Regions from separate parts of the Mus musculus genome. Here all the other regions are linked to region 1. A link is a contact called in public Hi-C and promoter capture Hi-C data. All regions are on one chromosome and are shown on one strand. Each heading gives the region's core, a stretch centred on a gene start, on an enhancer-like site or on the middle of the called end of the contact. The rest is flanking DNA. Distances are from core to core; before and after follow the strand shown.

Region 1 (5,037 bases), core at 731-3,230:
AATTTTGCTACTGCTATGAATTGTAAATATCTGTTTTTCCAATGGTCTTAGGCGGCCCCTGAGAAAGGGTCATTCAATCCCTCCCCCGCCTCCCCAAAGGGGTTGTGACCCCCCTAGATTAAGCAGCGCTGATATGGCAGCTGTTTGTGTGAGGATTGCCTCACCAACATTGGACAAGGAGCCTCAGACTCCACAGGAGGAAGGCCAGAGACACCCAGGAAAAGTCCTTATTCCTTGATGAGTCAGCTTGAGTATACTTGTGACTAGAGGGAATGAATCATCTCCCAAGAGGGTAGGGGAGGCCTCTGTGGTTATAAAGGCCATGGTTTAGAAGCAGATGATCTTGAATTCTAAGAATGGTCCCCCCCACCCCCTTTTCTTTCCCCCGAGACAGGGCTTCTCTGTGTAGCCCTGGCTGTCCTGGAACTCACTCTGTAGACCAGGTTGGCCTCAAACTCAGAAATCTGCCTGCCTCTGCCTCCAAGTGCTGGGATTAAAGGCGTGCGCCACCACTGCCCGGCGGCCATGCCCTTTCTTATACCTGACTCTGCCCTTCAGTTTCCTGTTCTACAGAAGAGGACCAAAGGTGGTACCACCTCATAGGGTTATGGACATTATAGTTGATTAACAGTGTCACCTAGTAAATGATATGTTATTAGAGGTGTTCTGGCAATAATTGTCCCTCAAATTTAAGGCAATATTAGAAAGACTTCCATCTAATGCTGGGAGCAAACCCTCCTGTACCTGGATGACTGTCTTCATGCAATAGCATGAGGTGAACCTGGCAACAATTATATTGACCTTTTTTTTTTCCCATTCAAAATGTTAGCATGATCTACATCTTACCTTAACCACACTGACCAGTTCTGGACACTGAGCAACAGTGATGGCTCTAGTATTTAACCTTTTAAAAGATTATCTTAAAGCTTTGGGGTATCTTTAAGATTTTTTAAAATGACGTTTGAAGAAGGGTTACATGCGCACATGGTAACTCACAGTCCTGAGGATTGAGAATTGCACTTCAGGCTTTGTGACAGGCATGGGCTTTAACCCAGTGAGCCATCCTACTGGCCTTGCATTGGCCGTTGGTAGCCCTTAAAAGGTTTTCCCAAGGGATTTGTCAAGTCTACAGAGCCAAGGCTGAGCAGGGCAGACAAGCCTTTAAAACTTGGCAGGTGGACACCGTCCTTGAGCAACGACTAAGTCTGCTTTTCACTTGAACCACACAGGGGCCTGGGTTGTCCAGAGATGCCTCATGGCCAGGATATTGCGGAAGTCCTGTATTCCTAGCCAAGGACTGTGGCGAAACTTGGTGTGGGGACCGTGGTGAAACTGGATTAAAGGGGTTCGTGTATATCTGTGCTAAAGAAAGATGGGACTTCTTCAGCTACCGTGGTCCCTCCAAGCAGAGAAGCAAGCAGAGAGGCTATGCCAAGGTGTCAGCTGTGGAAGAATGTTAAGGATGGAAGAGCTAAAGGGCACCTGCAACATTCCATAGCATCACATTATCAGGGTTCAGGAGACTTCCAGATTTACCCTTTGCCCTACCTCAGATTCGTTGTGAAACTAGAGGGCAGTTTGGGTGACCTTAGTGGCTTTTGCTTGCTGACAGCCATGCTCATGGACCTGAGGGAGGCCACGCCCACCTTGCGGCTTTGGAGGGAGAGGCGGAGTCAGCAGGACTGGGCGGGACCTGAAGGAGGACTGGGCCTTAAGGGGCGGGGCAAAAGACCGAGGAGGCGCGGCCGGAGGGGAAGGACTGGAGCTGGTGGGCGTGGCCTGAGAGGCACCGCGGGTCTGAGGGGCTTGGATCAGCCCAGATAGGGCGGGGCTTGGGAGGCGGGAATGGCGCCGATGGGGCGGGACCTGAGAGGAGCGGTGGGTGTGATGGGGCGGGACAGCCTCGACCTGTGCGACAGGAGGGGAGGAGCTGGCGAGGGGGAGTGGGCGCGCTAAGAGATGGGGCGGGGAGGAGCCTGCGGACGGGGCGGGGCGGCGTGGCACGGCACGCGCACTACCAGCCGCCCGGCCCTGCTGCTGCTGCTGCAACGCCGGTGGCGCAGCCAAGAGAGCAGCTGCGGCCGCGACTCCTTAAATAGCATCGCAACCCGGCGCGGGGCAGTTCGTGGATTGCAGTGACAGCCGCCTGTGGAGCAGCCCGGGCAGCGGAGGAGGTGAGTGCGCCAGCCGCGAAGGGCCGCGAGTCGGCCAAGGCGACCCTAGCCGGGCCGAGACGGGAGAACCTCCCCGCGGCTCTGCGGGACGTTCCGCTTTTCCGGCCTGGGCTCCACGGCCTCGTTTCCCTCGGCTTCGGGAGGCTCTGGGGCCGCTCCGGCGGCCGCCGCTTCCGGTGCCGGAGCCCGGGTTCCCCCGCGGGCCGTGCGCGCGCGGGGCTGGTGCACCGCGGAGTCAAGAGGTTCCTCTCTGCACGGTCCCTGGCTGGTGTGGCGGCTGGGACCTTCCCTCCCCGGCTCAGGTGCCGAGAGGTGGTCCTGCTTGCTGGGGACCCTGGCGTCTCCGCCACCGCATCCCTCGTACCCCCAGAGGCGGGGATTGTGAGGCGCGCACTCACCGCGCGTGGACACGGACTGTCCCGGTGCCGCTCTGTGACGTGCCCCTGCGCCGAGCGTTCGAGGAGGGTCAGAAGCAGCGCTCAGAGCCCGATGTCATAAGTAGAAATTCTCGCGGTGTCTCCAAGAGGAGCTCCCAGAGCCACTACACACAGTGGTGATGGAGTCATTGATTTAAGGCAATCTGGCTTTTAATTTTTTTTTAAATTAGGGAGCAAAAATGATATTTATCACCTTGAAACGTAGACCCCGAGTGCTGATACAGGACTTAAAAGATCACATGGATTAGAATCTAGAGAAGGCAGCTCCATCTAATCACTGCACTATGCCCGAGCTTACAGACCATCTTGCCACACCGCTCAAGCTCATGGTTATGGAACCTAGTTAAGAATGGCCGTTATGAAAATGCTTCCTCTTGGAACTGTGAGTATCCATCTCTAGTCTTCCCTTTAAGGACTTGACATTTGATTATGTTTCTGGGATACACGTTTCAAAACGTAATCTGTGGTTAGCCCAATGAAAATTATTAGCGTAACTCAGAAATCATCCAAACCCTTCTAGTTCACCAAAGTTAAGAACTGAAGGTCTGCAATGGGCAAGGTTAAGAATGGGAGCAACGGAAAGGAACCATCGGTTTGGAGCAATGTGGTGAGGTGTGACAACAGAAAACAGACAGGGCCGGATCCTGGGAGATGTTTTTTCTTGTAGTTCAGCTGAAGGAAATCCCTTTGTGGTGGGAGGCTGGTTCTTTGTAAAAGGTCTGCATTGAGATCTTGAGCTAAAATTATATGACTGGAGAAGGTAAAAAAAAAAAAAAGAAAAAAAGCAACACACCTTATTCACTTACCTCTTCTAAATTTACAGTAAACAGACAAAACTTAAAACAAAAACAAAAAACCCCTCCCCATTCGTGATTCTAAGCATTTTCACATGTTTCCTTCCTGTCTCTGTTATTTATATTTTATCAGTGTTTTATTATTATTACAGCCTGACTGAAATCATGAGGCCTTGGAAATTTTGACATTTAACATGCGTGGCATCTGGCACAGTGGGGACAGGTTATCTATTTATACCATACAGGTACTTTTCAGCTACTCAGTTCCTGAGTTAAATGTGAAGTCACCAAATGCAAGCCAACATGTCACAGTGTTGTGAATTAATGTCTTTAGCACATCTTTAGTTTGGATATGGCTATCTAGAACTGTGGAATTCCATGTTTGGAGTAAGATCTGGTGGTTGAGTCATTTACCTGTAGAGATTGTGTCTTTCTCCCTACGGCCTTGCTGGCCTTGCTGTTGTTCTTAGACTGTGGGATGCCTACCCTAACTTCTAGACGTTTATCCTCATTCTTTTTAGAGTCATTTAGTTTGTAAGCTCAGTTTCATTTGATGGGTAAGCTTGCCATGCACTGTTTCTTACAACTAAATTCAACTTGAGTCACACTGTTAGAAATGTTTTACGGGCAGGCTTGTTTACACGATGCAGTGTGCACAGCATTCCTGCTGCAAAATGGAAAGAATGGGCTTTAAGGCAGCCCCCAGCTGTGAGTCTCTTGAACCCTCTTTAAGCCTGACTGTTCTGCCCAGATAGCTTAAGGTGCCCGAGTCCCTTAGTGAAGGTCTTCAGTCCAATTTAGTGGTTAGACACGCACTTGAGGGTCTTGATGTACCTTTGGCACTGGTGCCTGGAGGGCCGTTCTCAGTGCACAGAGGCGTTCCAAAGCTGCTCTGTGCTTGAGTTTAGGTTTCCGCATCCTGGTACTCTGAGGGGCTTCTGAGAGCTTGAAAGACATGCAAGGCCTAAAGTAGTAGCTGAACTGAAGAGAAAGGCAGTTTGAGCAGTGTTTGTGGTGGTGCACTGCGATTCTCCTCTTCACAAAACTCCAAGAGTGTCGGCTCCCGAGGAATCTCAGTTTGTGAAACCCCAGGGTAACCAGTAATATGGCCAAGGGAAAGAAAATTACCACATGAATAAGTTAATTTTTGTGCTTTGTCCATCCTGATGTTTATAATTTCTTAACCTTTGGAGGCAGTCCTATTTGTCAGTTGTAAACTTGGAGGAGTGAAGGTAAGGAGGAAAGCTAGAGATTACAGTCGAGTGGTCCTTTCCTTGTGTCTTGACTGGCTAGGAGGGGTGCCACTTTAGCCTAGAGGTTTGTAAGGGCTGTATTCCCTTAGGATAGTGGGAGCCTGCTGGGTGGGGAACAGCATGTGCCCCATATCTTAAGTCTAAAATCTCAAACCCAGTGGTTTAATGCACATAGAAGCCAGGGTAGTTCTCTTTCTGAATTATTTGCTAGTCTTCAAATTGTAAGCAAAAAAATATGAAAGCTGTCTAAATATCTAAATTATAATTTTCCTTTTTCATATTATAAAAGTAATATATACTTGTCATAAAAAACCAGGACACATAGACGTGAAATATCTTCAAGAGATTACATTTGAGTTTATTTTCTTCCAGTTGTTTT
Region 2 (5,037 bases), core at 1,091-3,590, 480 kb after region 1:
ATTCTGGTAAATAGAAGCGCGATAGCTGGATCGTATGGTAGATCGTTTGCCTGTTTGTTGAGGAGACTCCATGCTCGTTTCCTTAGAGGCTGGACTAGTTCACAGCCTCACCAGCAGTGTATACATACTCCCTTTTGTCCACATCCTCACCAGCGTTTGTTGGTTGGAGGCAGGAGCTGAGGCAAAGGCCCTGGAGGAGTACTCCTAACTGCCTTGCTCAGCCTGCTTTCTTTTAGAACTCAGGACCACCAGCCCAGGGATGGCTCCACATGTGATGAGCTGGGGCCACCCCCATCAATCACTCATTAGGAAAATGCTCTGCAGGTTTGCCTACAGCCCATTCTTACAGCTGAGGTCCCCTCCTCTTAGACAGCTATGGCTTGTGTCAAGTTGATGTAGAACCAGCTAGCAGGAGCCTGAATATTTTTCATATGCTGATTGGCTATTTACATCTTCTGAGACTGATCTTCCTTTGGCCATTTATTGTTTGCTTTGACCTCTTAGCTTAGTTGGCTTTTTTTTTTTTTACAATTATTTATTCTTTTATTGTATATTTAGTATTAACGAATGGTGCTTGCTCTGTGTTACCCATGTGAAAATCAGAAGATGATTTGTAAGACTGAGAGTCGGTTCTCTCTCTCCAATGTGATCCCACAGGATCCCACACGAGCAGCTGGGTTTGTCGCCAGACACCCTTACCTGCTGAGCTAGCTTTGCCAGCTCTCTTTGGGTTCTCTGAGTTTGCTGTCTGTTTTGTTTTAGTCTTCTGTCAAGGGTTTAGCTAGGAAAGACGTTCTCGCAGTCTACACAGCTTTCTTTAATCGATTTGAAGTTCTGTATGCGGCTCCCGCTCCATTTGGAGTTAACTTTTATACAGGCGACAAGAAGGGGATCCAGTTTTGTTCTTTGGCCCACTGACATCCAGTTTTCAAGCGGTATTTGTTGTCTTCTTCTCCAGCGTATATTTTTATCTCCTTAGTCATGAGTGAGGTGGCTATAGTCATATGGGCTTGTACTTGTACTCCATTCTGTTCTATTTATCTGCATGCCAAGTATTTTTTTTTCCTACTATGGCTTTGTAATATACCTTGAAACTGGATCCAGTGATTCCTCCAGCATCTTTTGCCCAAGGCTGCTATGGGTATCCAAGATCTTTTTTGTGCTCCCTTATACATTTTATTTTAAATTTGTTTTATGTGCATTTGGTGTTTTGCCAGCATGTATGTAGGAATGAGAATCTCTTCTGCACTGAGTAAAAGCATCGCCTGTCAATAAATATCTGATGACCAATGAGACGAAGAAGGATTAGAAGGTGGGATATCTGGCAAAGAGAGGGGAACTCTCAGAAGGAGTCAGGAGCAAAAAAAATTCCTCATCTGGACTTGGAGGGAGTTGGACATAAGGAACGAGGAGAGGTAACCATGGCAGACATTGAATAGCATAAACAGGTTGTGTCACGAGCTTGTCACAAGCCTAGCTGAAGGCCTATGTGCATATTCATAAATAAATAAATAAAGCCTGTGGTGGCAATGGCAGGAGTCTTTGAAATCTCTAGGCCAGGCCCCAGTAACAAAACCATGTCTCCTAATTCTCCCCGAATAACTAACTGGAGACCAAGTATTCAAACTGCGACTTATGGGGGACATCCCAGGAACCACACTCACAAAGACACAAAGGGGTAAAAAGAGTTGAAAACTTTAAACATAAAGTTGGATTGGAATGCCCATTTGCATATCCCCTGTCCTGGTTTGAATTCCTCGGGGCAATATCAAACACAGAATGTTACATATTATCTATTTGGTCTCATAAAGGAAGATAGGGTTCACCCTGACCTAAGTGGGTATTGCACATTATGTGTAGGTTTTGAACGACAAGCCACGTTCTATGAAAGCGACAAGTGAATGTGAGACGAAGTTGTTTGCTATAATAAATACTCGTGACACAGTGGTCATAAGCCCTTAAAACTATGAAAACATTTCTACATTACAGAAAGCCCCTTTCTGTTAAGCTTTCTGATGACAAGACAGAAAAAATATCTTTGTAAATACCTACTGAACTACGCAATTTCATTGTAAGATGTAGGTGGCACTGTCCTGTGGGTCAGCTAAGGCCAATGTGTGTGGTGGAGCGCTTCCATTTCTGATTTCTGTTTTGGCTGTGAGTTCCAGCTGTGCTACGCCCTTCCAGCGTAAGGGAAGAAAGATGTAAAGAAATACTTTGAGAGCCATGTGCAGGTGTCTTATGAAACATAGCTCTGAAAAGATGGTTTTGAAGTTCCTTTCCACTCCTGTAGCTGAGCTGCTGCCATGAGAATTCTCACCCCCAGTGACCGACCGGCCCGTCTGACCTCAGACAACAAGCCGGAGTGTTTTAGTTACTGTCAAAATCTACTTTCACTTCTGGATCTTGTGAAATTTCAGGATCATAATCGAAATGTACGAAGGGAAAAAAATCCACTTTCAATAAAAAAATTATTTGGATAAAGGATTTGAGATACGATTTTCATCAGTGTGTGCTTTTTTATTATGCATAGTACATTTACTATTTAAATCACATTCTTGGTCTTTATTTTTATGGTCCACTTAAAATTATTGCTAATGACTTCTTGTGATCATAAACTGTTCTGGTCTTGTTTAGTAAGAATTGTGTCCTGCTTTTGTGGGTAAGGAAGTATGGACAGTATTTTCTTAGCTCTAGGAATCCTGATAATGTCTCCTTGCTTTCTCATGCAAGCAATAATATTGGCTTCCCGTAAACATTTCATGCCATACACCACGTTATGTTCAAAGTTCTAAATATACTTCCAGCGTCTCCTGGCAGTTATTGATGTGGGTCAAAAGGCTGAAGCCCACGGATTTTGCATTTCTCTCTAACTTTAAAAGCGTTGCAGTATTGACTTTGGAAAATAAAACACTTCTGAAAGAAACAGCTTTCATTTGAACTATAATTAATTTGCCTTGGGCATTATGGGGGCAGATATTTTCCATTTCAGAAAGTTGTTCTAATTTTTATGGATGTTGTTTTAACTCAGTTGTTCTAGATGGTTCTGTGTTCTCTGACATCTTCTCATCACTCTTCCTTGTTATCCAGTGCTGCACTTCCTGGGGCGTGGAGGGGGCGGGTTGCGCTCTAGTTAACGGTGAAGGACTGATTCCAGCTGATGGTTATGGGAATAGAGCCCACCTTGGCAGGGATGGGGCGGTGTTGATGCTCCTCTTCCAAAGGTCCTGAGTTCAAATCCCAGCAACCACATGGTGGCTCACAACCATCCTAACAAGATCTGACGCCCTCTTCTGGAGTGTCTGAATATAGCTACAGTGTACTTACATATAATAAATAAATAAATCTTTTTTTAAAAATTTAAAAAGATACAATGAAGACAGAAGAAGAAAAGAAGAAAACAGACAAACATTTAAATATATACAGCATACAATTTTGTATAAATAAATCTATTTTCTGTTCTATTTACATATTAGAATATTCCATGCATGTACATATTTAACATCTAAATGTTGAACATATGTTAAATGGCTTTTAAATACATATTTAAACTCTCTGTTGCTGAGATAAATACTCATTTTTTAACTCCACTGGTTTTGTTTAAAACACTTTAAACACTCCCCTACACCCCCCACTCCCCACTTCTGCATCCCTTGAATTTCCACTGAATTTACCTTTGAGTTAGTAATATGAACAAACTTGAGAGGTTTGGCTGACCGTGGCAGTGCAAGCTGTAGACAGTAGCTCGATACAAACCTAAGATGGGAAGAGAATCACTGCAATAAGCCTTTTGATATTTCACAGCTGGGATTAAGATTGTATTTTGGAACTATGGCGCCACCTGGTGGCCATTCTCTTGTTGCCGTTTAACATTTCTATTTTAGACCCCCACCTCTTTGGTAACTTGTACTTGAACACCCTTTGGTCAGGAACCCTAGTATACTATTAAGTAGCAATGTGTGGCCAACTGGACCTGGAAGGCCTCCGCTTGTTCGCTTGCTTGTTAGCACAGGTACCTGGAAATTCTGCAGGTCTAGGTAGAGTACGGGAACAGGGGACAGGAGAGACTTTACATCTTGGTTTTTCACAAGAGCCCTATTATAGCTCTGGCTTTCCCAGAAGCCAACTCCTGTGATTGGATGAGGGACTAATGAGACTAAAAATCAAGCACAAGCCTGCTTGGATAGCTGAGGGAACAACAGGTCTTCTCCAAAGAGGGAGAGGCTTGGGAGATAGCCCCAAGGGGAGGGGACACATCCTCACAACGCGTCACGCACAATAAAGGACTTCATCTAAACATCCATCAGAATCACACAGAGTTTTAAAGACAACCATGCTCAATGCATGCAAGAATGTTAAGGAAAGCTGGTGATTTCCCCAGCAGGTTGATTTGGGGGTTAATTCTTTGGCAATATTAAGAGTTTTGAGGGGCTGGAGAGATGGTTCAGAGGTTAAGAGCACTGGCTATTCTTCAAGAGAGGTCCTGAGTTCAATTCCCAGCAACCAAATGGGACTCATAATAATCTATACTGGGATCTGATGCCCTCTTCTGCCATCCAGACATACATGCAGACAGAATACTGTATCTATAATCAATCAATCAATCAATCAATCAATCAACAATAAATAAATCTTTTTTAAAAAAGATGTTTGAAAACAATCATTGCCTTTTTGTTGAATCTCAACCATAAAGGTAGAAAAGTGGGTCTGTAGGAGGAGAGCTGGCGGCCATCTGTTTAGCTTTAGTAAAGACTAAATATTATGGTATGTATGTTGTACTGTTGCAAAAGGTGGCATGTGCTCAAGGGTTGGTCACTGTCTTAGGGTTTCTATTGCTGTGATGAAACACCATCATAAAAAGCCAAAAGCCACTTGGGGGAAGAAAGGGTTTATTTGGCTTAGATGTCCTGAGTCATAGAGTCCATTAAGGGAATCCAAGGCAGATTCTCAAACTGTGCAAGAACCTGGAGGCAGGAGCTGATGCAGAGGCCGTGGAGGGGCGCTGCTCACTGACTTCTCCTCATAGCTTGCTCAGCC
Region 3 (5,037 bases), core at 1,165-3,664, 470 kb before region 1:
ACAGGACAAACTTTTGGTCTCTAGAAGCTGGTCAGCAGTAACTATAACCAATGATAAAATTTTAAAAAACAAAAATATACTGGACCTTAGATCAGAGTGCCAACATTAAGTGCAACAATCAAGTCTGCCAGGAGAGCCAATCCTAAGGAGAAAGCAGGCCACACCATGAGGCACTCACCAACACTTTCTCTTCATCACTCCACTCTCCACAGTCCTGAAACTCCGCTTCTGTCTCAGCACAGGAGCACGGGGGTCACGCTCCTGTTGCTCACCTGATGATCTTGCCGTCTGCATACATTTAATCATTGTTAGAAACCTGGCACATTCTGGAAAGCCATATGACCAAGCAAGATCTTCAGCTGTCTGCCCATTCTTATTGCATACGCTGAAATTAGACAAAAATTGAGTTAAGTGAAAATTATTGTTTATTATTTTTCTAGTAGAGGAAATTGGAATACATATCAACACAGGGAACAGGATAAAAGAGGTCTCACACTCTCGAGAACATACATACACATCACACCGGAATTGGGCCAAAGAAAGATCAAGGAAATTAAATTCTGTTCACTGTATGCTCAGTGACTAGCACACCGCATATCATGGACAGTCTATCGTATTTTTATTCCATTATCATATTTCACTATTGAAAGAATCTAACTACAAGAATATTTGGTGTTCAAATTCACTGTATTTAACTATATGGTTCAGTAGATAGCCAGTGAGAACTTCTATAGGAAAAGTCTTCCTGAGCCAAAACTGTAGTAGAATGCCATGAAGACTTGCACCTCTGGATGCCGAACATCTGTTTCCACTTACTCTATTTGATAATATTCAATTCCTGGAAGGATAACATTATATTACCAGTTAGGCGAGTATTATTTTTAAGATCATATATAATTAGGAGTATGGTTAATTTAATCCAAGAAACCACAAAGCCTCAGACCACTGATTTCAGACTCACCCAATCTGGACATCACTGGCCACAAGGAGGCTCAGGCAGTCCAGGCTTCCAACCTTTGCTGCCTTGTGGAGTGGAGTTTCTCCCAAGACATCCTGTAAGACAAGACTGCACATTAGGGTCTCCCTAACATTCTGTAGAAGCCAGTGGGCAAAGTAATACCAGCTATTTGAGGGAGCCAGTGAAAACTACCTTGTAACAACTGGATTATTCCACTAATTGTATTTTTCATGAAGTTCTCTTGCTGTGCTAATACAAAGTTTCCATTAATAAAAACATGCCATCATATTTGCACACATTAAAAAATTAAGGGAATGCCAGCACACTATAGAGTTCTATAGAAGCCAAAGGTTTACAATTAAAAACTTCGTCACACTCTAATGAAGATGAAGACTACTGGAAGAATTGATGGTGGGCATGTTTCCCACATACTATTTCCTGGTTGACTGGAACTTGGACAATAGCAAGTACTTTTAAAAGTACAGTAAATACATGCTATATATATATATTTGAAATGTGGTTCGACTTCACTGAGCTATGCCATAAAAGTAAAATACACACTGAATTGGGAACCGTGGTACAAGAGCAAAATAAAATACACATAAATCATTGCTGATATAATTACATACTGAAAGAGTATTTGGGATTAGATTATTAAAAGAAATCCCATGGCTTGTTTTTGTTTTATTAATGTGGATACTAAAAAGTTCCAAGTTACCATCTTGCAGTATGTATTTTTCTCCTGGAAATTCCTATATGCCTGTTTATACCAACTGAAACGGACATCTAGGAAATGTCCGTGCAGACACTGGGTGGAGGAGAGGGTTGTACATAGCAACAATCGGTTACCTAGTTACCTGTTGGTTGAGGTCAGCACCTGTTTGCAGCTGCCAGAGAAGAAAGCACGCAAGGCCGCCACCTGCAGCTAGGTGAGCAGGCGACTGCTCCTGGGGATCCGGAGGTGCGTTCACTGATGCTCCTGTCTCCAGCAAACTCTTAAGGTCATCCTCCTGCAGGAAAAGAACAGCTTGTCACTGTCCTGTCCCGCTCGAGCCCTCTGAGCTGAAAATCCACCCCTCCACGGAAAAAAAAAGAAAACAAGATCTGACAAGGTTTGACTTGGTAACCCAGCAGTTTGTCACTGTCACGTTTGTTAGAGCTCCTAAGACACACAGACCTCTGGGAGATCTAGCCTGCAGGACTTAAAGGGGCGAGAGTCTCACCTCCAAGTTGCAACTAAGCAACAGCATCGCCCACCTAAAGCAGATGACAAGTGTCCCCGGGAGTTCAGAGAGGCAACACTGGCCGGTAAGAATGCAAGGGACTGCCCCAGTTCGGGAGAATTTAAAGCTCTCGGGAACCTGCAGGGCCGCGGCTCCTCCCCGCCGCTCCCCAGCCTGGGAGCGTTCCCACGGCCTGGTTCTGCCCAGCGCGATGTCCCCAGCCCCGCTGCGGCCTCACGTACCCAAACACTGACATGTGCAGCCTGGAACCCCAAGCAAAAGAGGAGGGGGCGGAGCCTGCTGCGCGGCCTGCCAGCTGATTGGCCAGGCCGACCTCCCCCTGGGTCCGCCCTGTTGGGAGCGAAGCCCAGGCGGCCGCAGCACGCGTGCGCAGTGAAGGTGGTGGGCGAAGAGGGTGGAAGGCCTGGCCTTTGCGCTTTGGCGGCGGCCATGATGCGAGCCGAGCTAGGCACGTACTGCTGGGTGGAGTCAAGCCCTTTTAGCCCTCTGGAGAAGCCGCAATCGCCGGTGCATGGCTTTGTGACTGAGAGCACGCACGTAGCCCGGAAAAGAGGGAAGCAGAAGTAGCCCACACCCATCCACCCCCGCAGGCCCCGCGTCCTCCACCTCCAGCTTGGTCCGAAGGTGCTTCCTCCTGCCCCACGTCCTCCGCCGCCGCGCGCGCCGCAGGATGCTTTGGAAGGGGATGCAGCGGTGGGGCGTTAGAGGGCATGTCGATGAGACTGTGACGGAGGGTTTACCATAGGAGATGCTCTCCCAAACCCAGTGAATTACCTATCAGTCAGTGTTGCCTTTGTGAGCAAGGTGGCAATTCCTGTGAAATAAGCCACCCATTGTCACACGTCCCCTGAGGGTCCGAAACCCGTCCTGGTTCCGGCAATAGCTAGTAAATACAAGGAGTTTGCCAAGGGGATGGCCCTCACTCCGGTTATTAGGAATAATAAGAATACGGAAAGGAAAGAACAAAAGATTACCGTGAAGAAAGCAGCCAAGTGATTTAATGTTAGTGATGTGATCTGCTGACAGCATGAACCCCTGCGCTAGGACATGAGAAGGGCTTCATCAAAACCCAGAACCCAAATTAGAGCATCAGATAAGCCTGAGGAACAAAAGGACTCTTCCCAGGATACTACTACTCAAAGCCTTGAAGTCAGTAAAGTCTGAGAAGCAGACCAAAAGAAACAATAATTTAGGGTGAGATTTTAAAACAAACATGGCATTACTGGTAAAATTCATGACAATGTAATAACTGCAAAGTTTGAATTCCTTTTCATGAACCCTGTTGACTTCTGACTGTAGTTAAAGTTAATGGTAGCAGGTGAAACATAGAGGTAAGAAACTATTAACAGCTGGTTAGACATCAAATAACATGTAGAGTTTACTTGACACAGAAGACCGTGTCGCTTAAAATAGTCTATGTTGTGCTTCTTCCTGTAAATCTTAGCTCCTAAGGAAGTTTTATTTAAATATTTGGCTTCCCGTTTTAATGAGGATTCTTTTTCAATAGTTGTAACAGAAGATATCTGAACCAGTATGGTTTTAAAGAACAGCAAGTTTATCATAGTCACAGTTTTCCCAACAAGTCACAAAATTCTCACCCATTAATTTTCACTAACCAATATAATTCTTTAATAAGGCACACTGCTCATTGTGGTGGTCCACAATCTTAGGCTGTTCCCTAGAACAGGGCTTCTTAAAACTTTTTTCACTCATGGCTCCTCAGTGCCTGAAAAAAAAAAAATTGTATTTAACTCTAGTTATATAGGTGTGTACAACAGGTGCAAATCAAACCTGATAATCTGATTTTAATACAGTTCTCTCAGATGTGTATAATTTGACCATTTCTAAGATTGTAATGTAATTTGCATACTAACCTGAGTTCAGTCTTCAGCTCCCACATGAATAACAAAACAAGGACAGCTACCTGCACCTGTCATTCCAAAGCTGGAGGGGGTGAACATAGGAGAATCCCCGAGACTTGCAGTCTGATCCTGACACACACACACACACACACACACACACACACACACACACACACAGCTATTTGAAAACCTAGCCATCTAGAAAAATAACAATGGTGACTTCTACCTTAAGACCTATCTATGACTTCCCCATCCATGGGCTCTCGACCAGGATTACAGTACCAAATATGATATTCTCTCCTGAGGAGCCAGCTTAAAGTCCAATCAGAAAGCAGTTACCCCATGACAGTTGTGCCCCTGTTGCAGTAGTGGGCACTTGTTGCTTGGCCAGGTTTGTATTGTCATATGTGGAGTCCAGCACTAGGTAAAAGCTCTCATGTCTTTCCCCACTCAACAGACTGCACTGCACCTTCTGGCTCTGTGAAAACTAGATAGCAGGAGGCAATTTCCCAGTCGCTTTGAGATTGGTGTCTCTCTGCCCTAAAGCCATGGGGTATGGTGTCTTCAGCAAGAGGGTTTTACCATGTACTTTGGCAATGGCAATAGCTTACGTTGTTTCGGAGACTTCTTTAATTGCGGTTTTCCTGTAATAACCCAAGTCGTCTTGGAGTTTACAGAGTGCTCACTCACCCATAACAAGACTTCTTCATCTACTCCTTACCACCACCTCCGCTGAGGCTCTGGGGATGGTGGCAAAGAAGTGTTAGAAAATAGGATCAGCAGGAGGATGGCAAGGAGTTCTGTGCGATGCTGACTTCTGAGCAGAGTCTGGGTATCACCGCATGGGCTCACATCTGCTGGACTTAGCTGCACTAGATCAAACCAAGCAATATTCCAATATAAACTTGGGGAGGGGGAGTTCTCTTCAGGCCCCACCCCTTGTTGACAAGCTATTAGCAGTTTATAAATACCG
Region 4 (5,037 bases), core at 1,661-4,160, 320 kb before region 1:
AGCTATGGAAGAAATAAAGGTTGCAAATTAATTTTCCAAAAGGTGTATTAAACACTAAGATAGAAGACTTTCTAACACAAACAAGCCACATCTTATTCTGACCACTCAGTTTCCTCCTAGTCCTCGGAGGCATTTCTCCTTACATTTACGTGCATTTTGATTGACATCTAGCTTCCTGCTATTCAGGCGTGGGAATCCCCAGGCCAATAAATGTACAAGAGGCCACTACCTCAAGATGCTGATAAGTGCAGGCCAGCCCTGGGGTAAGCTCCAGCACACCTCAAAAGCCTGCGTACCATCTCCAAAGCAGCATGCAGTCCCAGAAGTCCACCAAATAGACTCATATGCAGGAAGTTTTCTGGAAAGCTCTACCGTGTTTGGATAAACAATAGGAATGCACCCATGGCTCAAACAGGGTGTAACTCAGACCTATACATGGCACTCAGGGTATATAGGCCTCTAGAGAATATTAACCCTTGCCCTCTGCATCTGACCAATCAACACTAAGCTAGTTGAGTTTGCAAATTTTTTTCTTTTAAAAGTCCAATTGCTGTTTAAAAACAAACAAACAAACAGGTTTCTATACAGTCGTTTGAATGCTCAGAGCCTTCAGCAGACTATTCATTTTCTGAAGCCTGTACCCTCTGCAGGAAACTTGCTGAGTCACCTTTTCAGTACAATTGAAAACATACAGGGTTTTTTTTTTTTTTTTTTTTTTTTTTTTTGAAGAAAATCTAGGACACTGCCTACCCCAGTGTGATATGGGTTAGAAATGAACCCTACAGCATTTTTAAGCTAGCAACAACAATTGCCAAGGTGACATCACTGTGTACTACTCAGACAAAAAGCTGCTTAAGATTCTAGAGTTGGAAATAAACACAGGAATGACCGGAATTAAGAAGGTTCAACGTAGGACAACCACATCTCAAGACTTCAACCTTCACACTGAAGTGTAAACAGTAGGTGTTCTGTTTGCCTTTTGTTTCTGTGATAGAACACTAACCAAAACCAACTAGAGGGAAGGAAAGGGCTTACTGGGTTCATAGGCTGTAGGGAAGCTGAGGCAGGACCTGAAGTAGAGACCATGAAAGGATGCTGTTTACTGGCTCTTTTCAGACTCATAGTCAACTGCCTGCCTGCCTGCCTGCCTGCTTTCCTTACTCTTTCCTTTCTTTCCTTCTTATTGGATATTTTATTTATTTGCATTTCAAATGTTGGGGTCAAGTGCCTTTCTCACACAGCCCTGGCCCAACAGCCCAGGGAGGACACTGCCCACAGACTGGACCCTCCTATATCAATTAGCCATCAAGAAAATGCCCCAGACATGCCCACAGGCAAGTCTGGCTAAGGCAAATCTTCAATTGAATTCCTTTTGTCCAGGTGTGTCACACTGACGACAAAACTAACCAGGGCAGAGAGACTCTGGGGGTTGTTTGGTACTGAGTATGGGTTAAAGGGACCGGCACAACAGAACGCTTGAAAAATCTTCTCAGTTCCACCTGCCATGTAACTAGTGCAAATAAAGCCAAATAAAACCTTGACTATTTTCTCTTTCCTGGACCAGAACTCATTCTATAGCTCAGGCTGGTCACTGTGTGACCAAGGCTGGCTTCGGCTTCCAGATCATCTGCTTAGGCCTCTGGAGCACTGGGACTTGAGGCCTCAGCCACTCATTAACCCTCTTCACAATGTTATCGATCACTCTGGCCTAGTCACATTCTATTAGGCATTTCTATAGCCTACCTCTGATGTTATCACTCTTACACTCAAAAAATGTCGAAAGCTACTGGGCCTACAGACTAAACTTCAGTTCTACTCTCTTTTAAGGACATCTACGAGGCCAAGATTATCTTTCCAATCTTGGCTCCTGTGACTGACTCATCTGATATATTCACCAACAACTCAAATCTCAAAAGGTCCAATGCTCTGTCTCTGAAGCAGTTTTCAGCATCTTTTTAACAAGTGATGAAAATGTATATTGCTCCCTTTGGACTGCACTGCTGAATTCAAATACAGCTTCCTCATTTCCTAAGATATGTTTGCCAGTTTTGATTGGCATTTCTTTTTATGTTCCTTGTTTATATCACTCTACTTTGAAGTTATCATTATTCATATGTAACTTTATTATGTATTTCACAGCCTTAAAGAAGTCTTCCTTCCTAACAAGAGACCAGAAAATATAATTTTTCTGCATGTGCAATCACTGTGTATAGACTATGAAATGAGAGTTATCAAAAGCTTCTTGAATGAGTATTTTTATTAGTTTATAGTTAAAATATATCTAGAATGGATAGCAACTACACTGGTGCCTGCCTTTATAAAAAACAAACAAACAAAAAACCAGCTTCCCTATGTTCCCTATGTCCACTGTTTATCCTTCCATTCCTTTTTATGAATCATGTGACTGCATGACCTATAAAAAATTATACCTGAAATTATGTACAGCATGAATTTAAAATGCAGCATCCCTGATACCACAAACATTTAGGCAGGATTCTGATTTAAACGTTTTTAATTGGTATGCTGTGAACCAATTATCAATCCAATGATTTAATAGACATTTTTTAAAAAGACATTTTTTTCCTACTGGTCACCATGACTCAAAACTCCCTTAGTTGAAAAGTGAACAAATATTCTTAAAAGAGAGGTTAAATATATTATGTCATTATCTGTTGTCAAATTATCTAGGATTGTTTATCACATTAGAATAATAAAGGAAAGCCACAAAGAGGCTATGTATAGTCTCTCTAATTCCTGTTTCTTTCCTCTTCCTCCCAAGTAACTAAATTAAGTTTGTTTCACTCAAAGAACATTTGTATTAGTCAAAGAACCCATTTAGGAATCCTAGCAGCCTGATCCAAGCCAACTAGAGCAGGGGATGGCTGTGTGAATGTTCTTACTGTCTCTAGACATCTGCCTTTCTCTCCAGTCAATGTCACTCAGCCTGAGAGGACTGCACAGGGGCTACTCTTGTTTATCTCTGGATCCTCCCCAATGTCACAGTGCCACGCACTTTAGAGAGAGTAATTCAAGCTCTCAATGCTACTGTTGCAAGGCTCCCAACTCTTCGCTAGGAAGCTGGAAACTTTCAGACCTAAACCTGTCGTTTGTACTTACTGCCCCTTGTTCTCATCAAACTCCATCCCCCGAGAGCATACTTGGCGCTGGCACTCAGCAACTGGGCAGGCAAAAACAAAACAACCACCAAAACAAAACAAAAAACCCCAAAAAAGAAAAAAAAAGCAAACAAACAAAAAACTAACAAGATCAGAAAGTAGAAATGCTTGTTGATTTGATTTGACAGACTTTCTAAACTTTTCTGTCTGATTAACTTCACAGTCTCCCACTTTCCTTAAACAGCTATGGTCTTCTGTTCCCCGTATGCTACTACACGCAACTCCCGTGGATCCTGCTGTGCTGGCCCTCCAACTCCCATTAATTACTTACTCACTTTAACATGGTATAAATCAAATAGAAAAACATTAAGTATTTCAGTCGATGGAGGTTAATTTGTTTATCATATTAGCATAATAGCCCACAGTGTGTCCCCTATAAACATACACTATTATAAAATTTCCAACTTACAATAAGCCTTTTTTTTTAAGTAGCTAGTAAATTGTATCTACCAAAAAGAGAAAACTCCAGAGTGTGAGACAGAGAAGGTAGAAAGGAATTCAATGAGATCTATTTCCCAGAATGTCAGCTGTGCCCCTCTCTTCCACAAGAGGATACAGTCTCAACTGCCTGGAGCAATAAGCCTTTCGATATCAAATGACTCCATTCCCATTCTCATTTCTCCTGCCATTGCCTGCCTTGCGTCGAGTGCTAGGGTCCAGCGCCTGTACCTAGTGAATGCTCAAATCCAAACAGGCTAAGTGGTCTAGCAGAATTCCAAGCTACACTTTAGACTAGGAACATGACACTAGGACAGCCCTCTCAGCAAAGAACTGTGCTAAGAACTGTCCCTATAGGACCCAGACAGCTATTCTCCAGACACTGGGATCAACCTTGATCTGAAAGGCTTCTGTATGTCGTAAAAATACCACTGGACTGTTGAGATAGAATTTCTCTCTGGGATGAAAGCTACTTTTAATCAGTAGTTGTTCCTACTGATAAAAAAAAAAAATCCAAAATCTGAACATATCTAAGCTACCCACTAGGTATGAGATTAATTGTTAAGGAAAAGCACACACTTAAGTGACCATAAAGAAACCTAACTTTCCTAATTACCATCAGCAAACACTTGAGCAGCCTTCAACTCCTGTTAGGTACAGGGGATAATAACAAAACATGTCACTTATAGATCCTAACCACGTGGTGTTAACAACTGAGAACACAAGGACGCCTCCAGAAGCATGACAAGCCTCCTCAAGCCGGTGTCATAATCCACACCTCCAATCCCCGTCCGTCCTCAGAAGCTGCGGCAGGAAGAGGCCCAGGCTGTGCATGAGAACTCTGTACAAGCCTGAGGGCCTGAGTTTACATTCCCACCATCTTTGTTGGGTGCATACACTCTGTAAAAGACGGAGCTTTCAGAGGATAGAGACAGGCAGTTATCCCTAGATAACTCACTGGCCAGCCAGGTTAGCTCCAATGGGAAGCTGCAGCATCATTGAGACCCTGTCTCGATGATGATGATGATGATGATGATGATGATGATGATGACAACGACGACGACAAAGATGATGACAATAATAGTAATAGTAATGTGGAGAAAGAAAACGGCATCACTGTTGACCTCTGGCCTCAATGTGGGCCAGTGTACTCACACACATACATGCACACAAATATGCATGCATGTACCACATATACAAAATAAAAATTATATTTTTTATCGAAAATAGTTTTTATACAATATATTCTGACTACAGTTCCCTTCCCCCAGCTTCTCCCAGTTCTTCCCCACTTCCTGACCCACCCAAATCCACACCATCTCTTTCTTTCATTCTTTCTTCTCTTTAAAATATAAATGGGAATTTGAAATAATAATAAGATATGTTAAGATCAAATAAACCAGAATAACACAAAACAAACAGG
Region 5 (5,037 bases), core at 1,878-4,377, 310 kb before region 1:
TCTAGCAGGCAATTGCATAGATACTCTGCCACCAAAGAACTTACGCTACCATGTCCAAAACTTTTTCTACCAGGCAACTGGACAGAAGCTCTGCCATCAAACAACTTGCCATTCTCCTCCCCAGAACCGCTTCGCATGAATTACATTATTCTAAGCCTCTTAGACATGGAATCATGTATTTGTCTTTTCTGACTAGCTTTCTTCATTTAGCATCATTTCTTAAACTTTCATGTATTAGGATTTCGTTCCTTTTCGTGATTGGGTAAAATTTCACTGTGTATGCAAGTGCCTGTATCAACATTTTATGTTCATAGACTCAGGTTGTTTTTATATTTTGAGTATTATAAATAACAATGCTATGAATCTAGATGTACAAATATCCAAGATGCTGCTTTGAATTCTTTTGAGCATATATCCTGAAATGTAATTGCTAGTTCATATAATTCTATTTACTATTTTCAAGAAAATACCATAATTTCCTATCCTGCTGTCTTATGTATCAACTGTGCAAAAGGCTTCCAATTTCTTTGAGTCTTATCCATCTTGTTGTCTATTTCTAGTTTTTGCAACAGCTACTTCTAAAATGGTAACTCTCCAAGTGGGGCTAAAATGAACCTCATTGTCTGACTTTGTATGCTTGGTGTGCAGGTACAGAGCAAAGTACCACAGTGAAGCTGTGGTTCTAGGGTAACTTTGTGAGCACAGGTGTGTCATAGAAAAGTTGTGAGGTTGTAGCCAGTTTTTTACTTCCACTGTGGAATCTAGAAGTTCTATTCAGGTTGTCAGGTTGCCTTTGGAATTACTTTGTACCAGTTGTGCTGTCTCCGTGGCCTTGAATGTTTTCTTGTGTTCTGGGATCTAATTCTAGTCATCTGGCAAGCACATTTACCTACCAGACACGATCATCTCAAAGGCCTTCACAGATTTTGATATGCAGTTCCTTAATGGGTAGTGTCTTAAGCGACTTTTTTATTGCTGTGTCAAAGCAACGTGACCAAGGCAACTTATAAAATAGAGCAATTAGTTGGGTTCCCAGTTTCAGAGGGTCAGAGTCCATGATAGCAGTGCAAAGGCATGGCATGGCAGCAGGGACAGATGACAACTCCCTTCTTAATCCAAAAGCAGGAGGCAGAGCAGTAGAAGGCTTTTGAGATCTTTGCCAAAGCTCACCCCTAGTGCCACACTTCCAACAAGGCACACCTTACTCCTTCCCAAACAGTTCCACCAACTGAGGACCAAGTATTCAAATACATGCATATAGAGGTTATTTTCGTTCAAATCATTTTTAGTGAAGTCCCTGTGTTTTCTTGTGTTGTTGGCTATTTGTATCTTCTTTGGAGAAATGTCTACTCAAACACTTTATATCTACCCTGACAGAATATTTTTTCATTAGTTAAAAATTAAGTGAAATACTGTCTTTGAGCCAACAAAATGAAGAAAAAAAGTTTCTCTTTGTTAATAATCAGGACCCCAAAAATATAAAATATATTGTTCAAAATAAGAGTCCTTTCTTGAGTCTGATGGCTGTGGTTGTGATCACACACACACACACACACACACACACACGATTAGACACCTAGACACTTAGTGAAGCTCACCTCTGGGTGTGTCTGGAGGGCATTTCCAGAGACATCATGTGGGCTCTGATCTCATCAATGAAGTGACCCTTGATGGATTCATAATATGCTGGCATTATTAGCAGGTGGTGATAGGGAGGAGGTGGCGCCTAGGTGGAAGAAGGTCACTAGAGGTATCTCTAGCATTATACCTTGCCCTGGCCTCTTCCTGTAGGCCAGATTCTCCAGTCTTATAATTCCACAAACTGCTGCTCTGTAGTGCCATGAAGGACTGAACCCTCTCAAAATGTGAGTCAACACATCTTTCCTCACTGTGTTAGCTATTCTGTCATGGCTCTGACAAACAATACACTCGTAGTCCCTAGGATATAATGTTAAGTTTGTGCTTGCTTCCTTAGTACCTTTATTTAAGTGCTGAGAACTTATTATGGCTGTAACAAATTACTACAAAGTTAGATGTATAAAACAACTCATTGATTTGGATTAGGGAGCTGTGGAGGTCAGAAATCTAAAATCCAGGCATATTTGAGTTCTTTCGGGGTAGAAGCCACTTCTCCCCTCTTTTCAGTCTTCCAGAGATGCATGCATTCTTTGGCTCATTGACTCTTCCACACATCACTCAACTATTTTGTGTCCCAGCTCCTACAACTAACTGGCTTGGAAGCTTTTGCCTCTCCCTTTTATAGGGATTTATAGTGGCTGATTACACAATGAGCTCCTGGATAATGTAAATTTAATTGCATCAGCTAAATTCTTGTGCCAGATAAAGTAACATATTCGTGTACTCTGGTGATTAGAGGATAGAGATCAGGAGTGTACTGCCATTCCTGACCCTTAGATGTGTCAACAAGAAATTAAGGCACTCAACCGTCTATAGAGATCATTTTTTATATTGCTTAAAGTGGACCTTCACCATCAGAAGGGCCATCCTTTATGGGTTACCTGCCCCGGTGCATATTAACTATGCTTGAATTTGAAATTTTTTCCTCCTTTGACACGGGCCTCACGATATAGCCCTGGCTGGCCTGGAAGTCACTATGTAGAACACAGGGATTCCTCTCCCTCTACTCCCAAGTGCTGAGACCAATGGCATCCGCCACCAGGACTGGTTCGTGTAAACAGCGTTTTGCTGAAATAAAATCGAACAAAACACACAGTCGTCCTCCATTTTTATTATTGTCATCTTGTTACAGAATTACAAGATTACAGCGTCTTTTTAGGAAACCATCCCGGACGTCTAGACCTACCGCAGCGTCGTGGGTAGGCGAGCAGGTGATGCCCTGGACAACAGGGAGGCCTTGGTGGCCTCCTTTCCATGAGCCTCCGAGACCTCGCGAGGTCCTGCCGAGAAGCTGTCGCCCCTGCAGCGCCGGCCTGATCACTTTGACCGGGTCTCCCGGAACTACGGACGACAGGAGCGCAGCCCTCACCCTCGCCGGCAGAGACTCGGCTCCGCGCTCGCCCCGCCTTTCCCCTTCCGCTGAGTCCAACCCCCGGAGCTTCCGCCCGCGCTCAGGCGTGCGCCGGTCTCCGTTAGCTTCTACCGCGGGGGAGGGAGAACGGTGGAGGTGTGGCTGCGCGTGCGCAGAGCGAGCGAGAACCCGAACGCTCCGCGGGGCGCAAGAGTCCGTGGCGGCCACAGTTCGCAGGTGAGCGGCGCTCGGGCTTCCGCATCCGGTCGGTCTCCAGCGGGCGAGACGGCCCTCCCCTGCGTTCGGGGTCCGTTTCCCCGGTTCAGTGCCCGACGGAGGCGAGCACCCGGGGTGGGTACCGCCGAGCCTCCACGGTGGGGGGGACACAGGCTGTCCTCAGCCCTAGGCGCCGCCACCTCGGCCTCGCTAGCCCGCAGGGCGAGCGACGTGGTAACCGCTATTAAAAAAAAAAAAAAAAAAAAAAAAACGATAGCCCGGCCCGCAGGACGCGAGAGGAGGCGTGGAGTCGGGGTCCGAGCCCACGGCTGCCCCTCTCCGGGCGCTTGAACCCGAACCCACAGCTCTGAGGCACTGAGTGTGAAGAGGCAACCGACTGGGGTCCTGGAAGAAGCCCCAGACTCCTGAAAACCAGGTGTTCAGTTTGAGCCAAGATTTTTGTATGCTTAATTTGGTGCCCTATTGTGTCCATATCGACAGATAAGGACTTATCTCAAATGTACAAAATGCCGTTTTTAATGACAGGTTATTCGAGTATTCTTTCTGGTGTATTGGGAAAGCGCTGTTATTTCTACTGCTAGTTCTGCATAAGCTAAAACATCACTCTCCAAGTAACTTCCAGGTAGCTTTGACAGCAACCTGGCTCGATCCACCAGAGGGTTGTTAGAGTCTCATGAACCATCCTTTGATTTTTATCCTTCTCCCGTGTGTTGTAAGATAATCTTAACGATCCTATAAAGCTACAATTTTTCTTGCCTATTCCCGAATGTAAGTTGAATTAGAAGCAACCTTGATGTAAATTTTGGCAAAAGAATCGTTAATGAGGGAGATCGTCCGCTAAGTTTTCCTGGAACTTAAGTTTGTGTGTGTACAGCCACTCTTGCCCAATAGAAATTCTGACTATAAACACCAGAAATTTGACATACACTAGGCAGTGGGCCACCTCTCCAGCGGAGAGAGGGACATTATCAAAATACGCTGGAAACATGATGGTTTTATTCTGTTTACATAGGAGGCAGAGTAAGAACCTGGGCTGAGCCTTAAATCTCCAGACCTCTTTGTGGGATAAACCCAACTGTTGTAGGTCTTTTTCTAGACACTGGATGTATAAAGGTGAACAAGAAAGACCTCTGGAGCGCCCAGTCTGGTAAGAGTGGCTATACCTCCACCTCCTCCTCGCCCCATCCTCTCCTCTCTCCATCTTTCTCCAGAGCTCAGGTGATCCTCTTAATTTGGCTTCACTAGTAGTTGATTTATAAGCACACGCTATAAGGGGTCCAACGCTAGCCAGTCTCGTGAGGAGACTCCCGTAGGCAAAGTTTTAGACAAATCTCTTCCCGTTCTGCTCTTGGACCCCTAGAAACTAATTAGACGAGACAGCATCAGTGTGGAAGACCACAGTACAATTTCCTGTGTCCTTCATCCGGTGCCATTCACCGTCTCTTTTGAGAAATGGCCTTGTTTGGCCTAGAACTCACCAAGTAGAAGACTGGCTGGCCAGCAAGTCCTTAAGGATCCACCACCTCAGCACCATGTTTACAAACACACGCCAGCGCCCTCTCCTCCCCCCAACTGGAGCACTGGAACTATTTAAGCTTTTCTATCTCACCCAACCTACTTCTGAATAAACCTAAGCATACACTTCAGTAAGATGTCACATGTCTGTTAGTCAAGATGTACTACTGTTTCTGAGCAAACCATTAATAACTTCTGTTACGATGATGACTGCTTTTTTCTTTAATAAACTTATTGGGGGACACACTCATTAGTACTTGTGGAGGTTGGGAGGACCAGGGCTTAGTTCTCCTGTT

What was found. Promoter capture Hi-C pulls out the DNA fragments that hold promoters and counts their contacts. A called contact is a pair of places that touch in the nucleus more often than the background predicts. Capture Hi-C pulls out chosen DNA fragments and counts their contacts.
Region 2: a contact with region 1 is called in a promoter capture Hi-C map of liver, with 5 times the contacts expected there. The contact joins the enhancer-like site here to the promoter of Acsl1 in region 1. A contact is called at or near these places in 7 of 39 promoter capture datasets (the 3T3-L1 cell line, the C10 cell line, hippocampal neurons and 3 more), 2 of 484 Hi-C or Micro-C datasets (CD4 T cells and Th1 cells), 3 of 115 datasets of contacts at active chromatin or transcription factors (memory CD8 T cells, pancreatic cancer cells and regulatory T cell precursor) and 1 of 9 other capture datasets (liver).
Region 3: a contact with region 1 is called in a promoter capture Hi-C map of liver. The contact joins the promoter of Ankrd37 here to the promoter of Acsl1 in region 1. A contact is called at or near these places in 5 of 39 promoter capture datasets (hematopoietic stem and progenitor cells, liver, pre-B cells and 1 more), 4 of 484 Hi-C or Micro-C datasets (CD4 T cells, Th1 cells, myocytes and 1 more), 2 of 115 datasets of contacts at active chromatin or transcription factors (effector CD8 T cells and pancreatic cancer cells) and 2 of 9 other capture datasets (adipose tissue and liver).
Region 4: a contact with region 1 is called in a Hi-C map of muscle stem cells, with 2.8 times the contacts expected there. The contact joins the enhancer-like site here to the promoter of Acsl1 in region 1. A contact is called at or near these places in 4 of 39 promoter capture datasets (the C10 cell line, embryonic stem cells, pre-B cells and 1 more), 19 of 484 Hi-C or Micro-C datasets (CD8 T cells, LSK cells, the MNK3 cell line and 13 more), 2 of 115 datasets of contacts at active chromatin or transcription factors (cardiomyocytes and microglia) and 1 of 9 other capture datasets (adipose tissue).
Region 5: a contact with region 1 is called in a promoter capture Hi-C map of hematopoietic stem and progenitor cells, with 4 times the contacts expected there. The contact joins the promoter of Cfap97 here to the promoter of Acsl1 in region 1. A contact is called at or near these places in 22 of 39 promoter capture datasets (the 3T3-L1 cell line, 3T3-L1-derived adipocytes, the C10 cell line and 14 more), 24 of 484 Hi-C or Micro-C datasets (CD4 T cells, CD8 T cells, LSK cells and 17 more), 6 of 115 datasets of contacts at active chromatin or transcription factors (cardiomyocytes, effector CD8 T cells, embryonic stem cells and 3 more) and 2 of 9 other capture datasets (adipose tissue and liver).

Annotation. Positions count from the first base shown.
Region 1 is chr8:46,469,057-46,474,093 of GRCm38.p6, forward strand. It overlaps Acsl1 (acyl-CoA synthetase long-chain family member 1), which reads left to right and starts at 1,981. Exons shown (of 21, transcript NM_007981.4): 1 at 1,981-2,174. Gm31050 (a long non-coding RNA gene) reads right to left here and starts at 1,994. Exons shown (of 2, transcript XR_378936.3): 1 at 1,549-1,994; 2 at 935-1,443.
Region 2 is chr8:46,949,786-46,954,822 of GRCm38.p6, forward strand. It overlaps a transcript of Enpp6 not described here. Among named protein-coding and RNA genes, the nearest start is that of Enpp6, 35 kb to the right of the region's middle. Within about 2 kb of position 2,341, at least 10 of the 459 cell types and tissues checked have an H3K27ac peak or open chromatin away from gene starts, as enhancers often do. A contact at or near this core is called in Th1 cells and liver, where this site is marked.
Region 3 is chr8:45,997,436-46,002,472 of GRCm38.p6, forward strand. It overlaps Ankrd37 (ankyrin repeat domain 37), which reads right to left and starts at 2,415. Exons shown (of 5, transcript NM_001039562.1): 1 at 2,182-2,415; 2 at 1,816-1,968; 3 at 962-1,053; 4 at 179-385. The coding sequence starts at 2,208.
Region 4 is chr8:46,143,436-46,148,472 of GRCm38.p6, forward strand. The region is part of intron 1 of Snx25 (sorting nexin 25); the gene reads right to left. Among named protein-coding and RNA genes, the nearest start is that of Snx25, 6.5 kb to the right of the region's middle. Within about 2 kb of position 2,911, at least 34 of the 459 cell types and tissues checked have an H3K27ac peak or open chromatin away from gene starts, as enhancers often do. A contact at or near this core is called in muscle stem cells, rod photoreceptor and stem cell-derived neural progenitor cells, where this site is marked.
Region 5 is chr8:46,160,524-46,165,560 of GRCm38.p6, forward strand. Cfap97 (cilia and flagella associated protein 97) reads left to right here and starts at 3,128. Exons shown (of 5, transcript NM_025747.4): 1 at 3,128-3,226.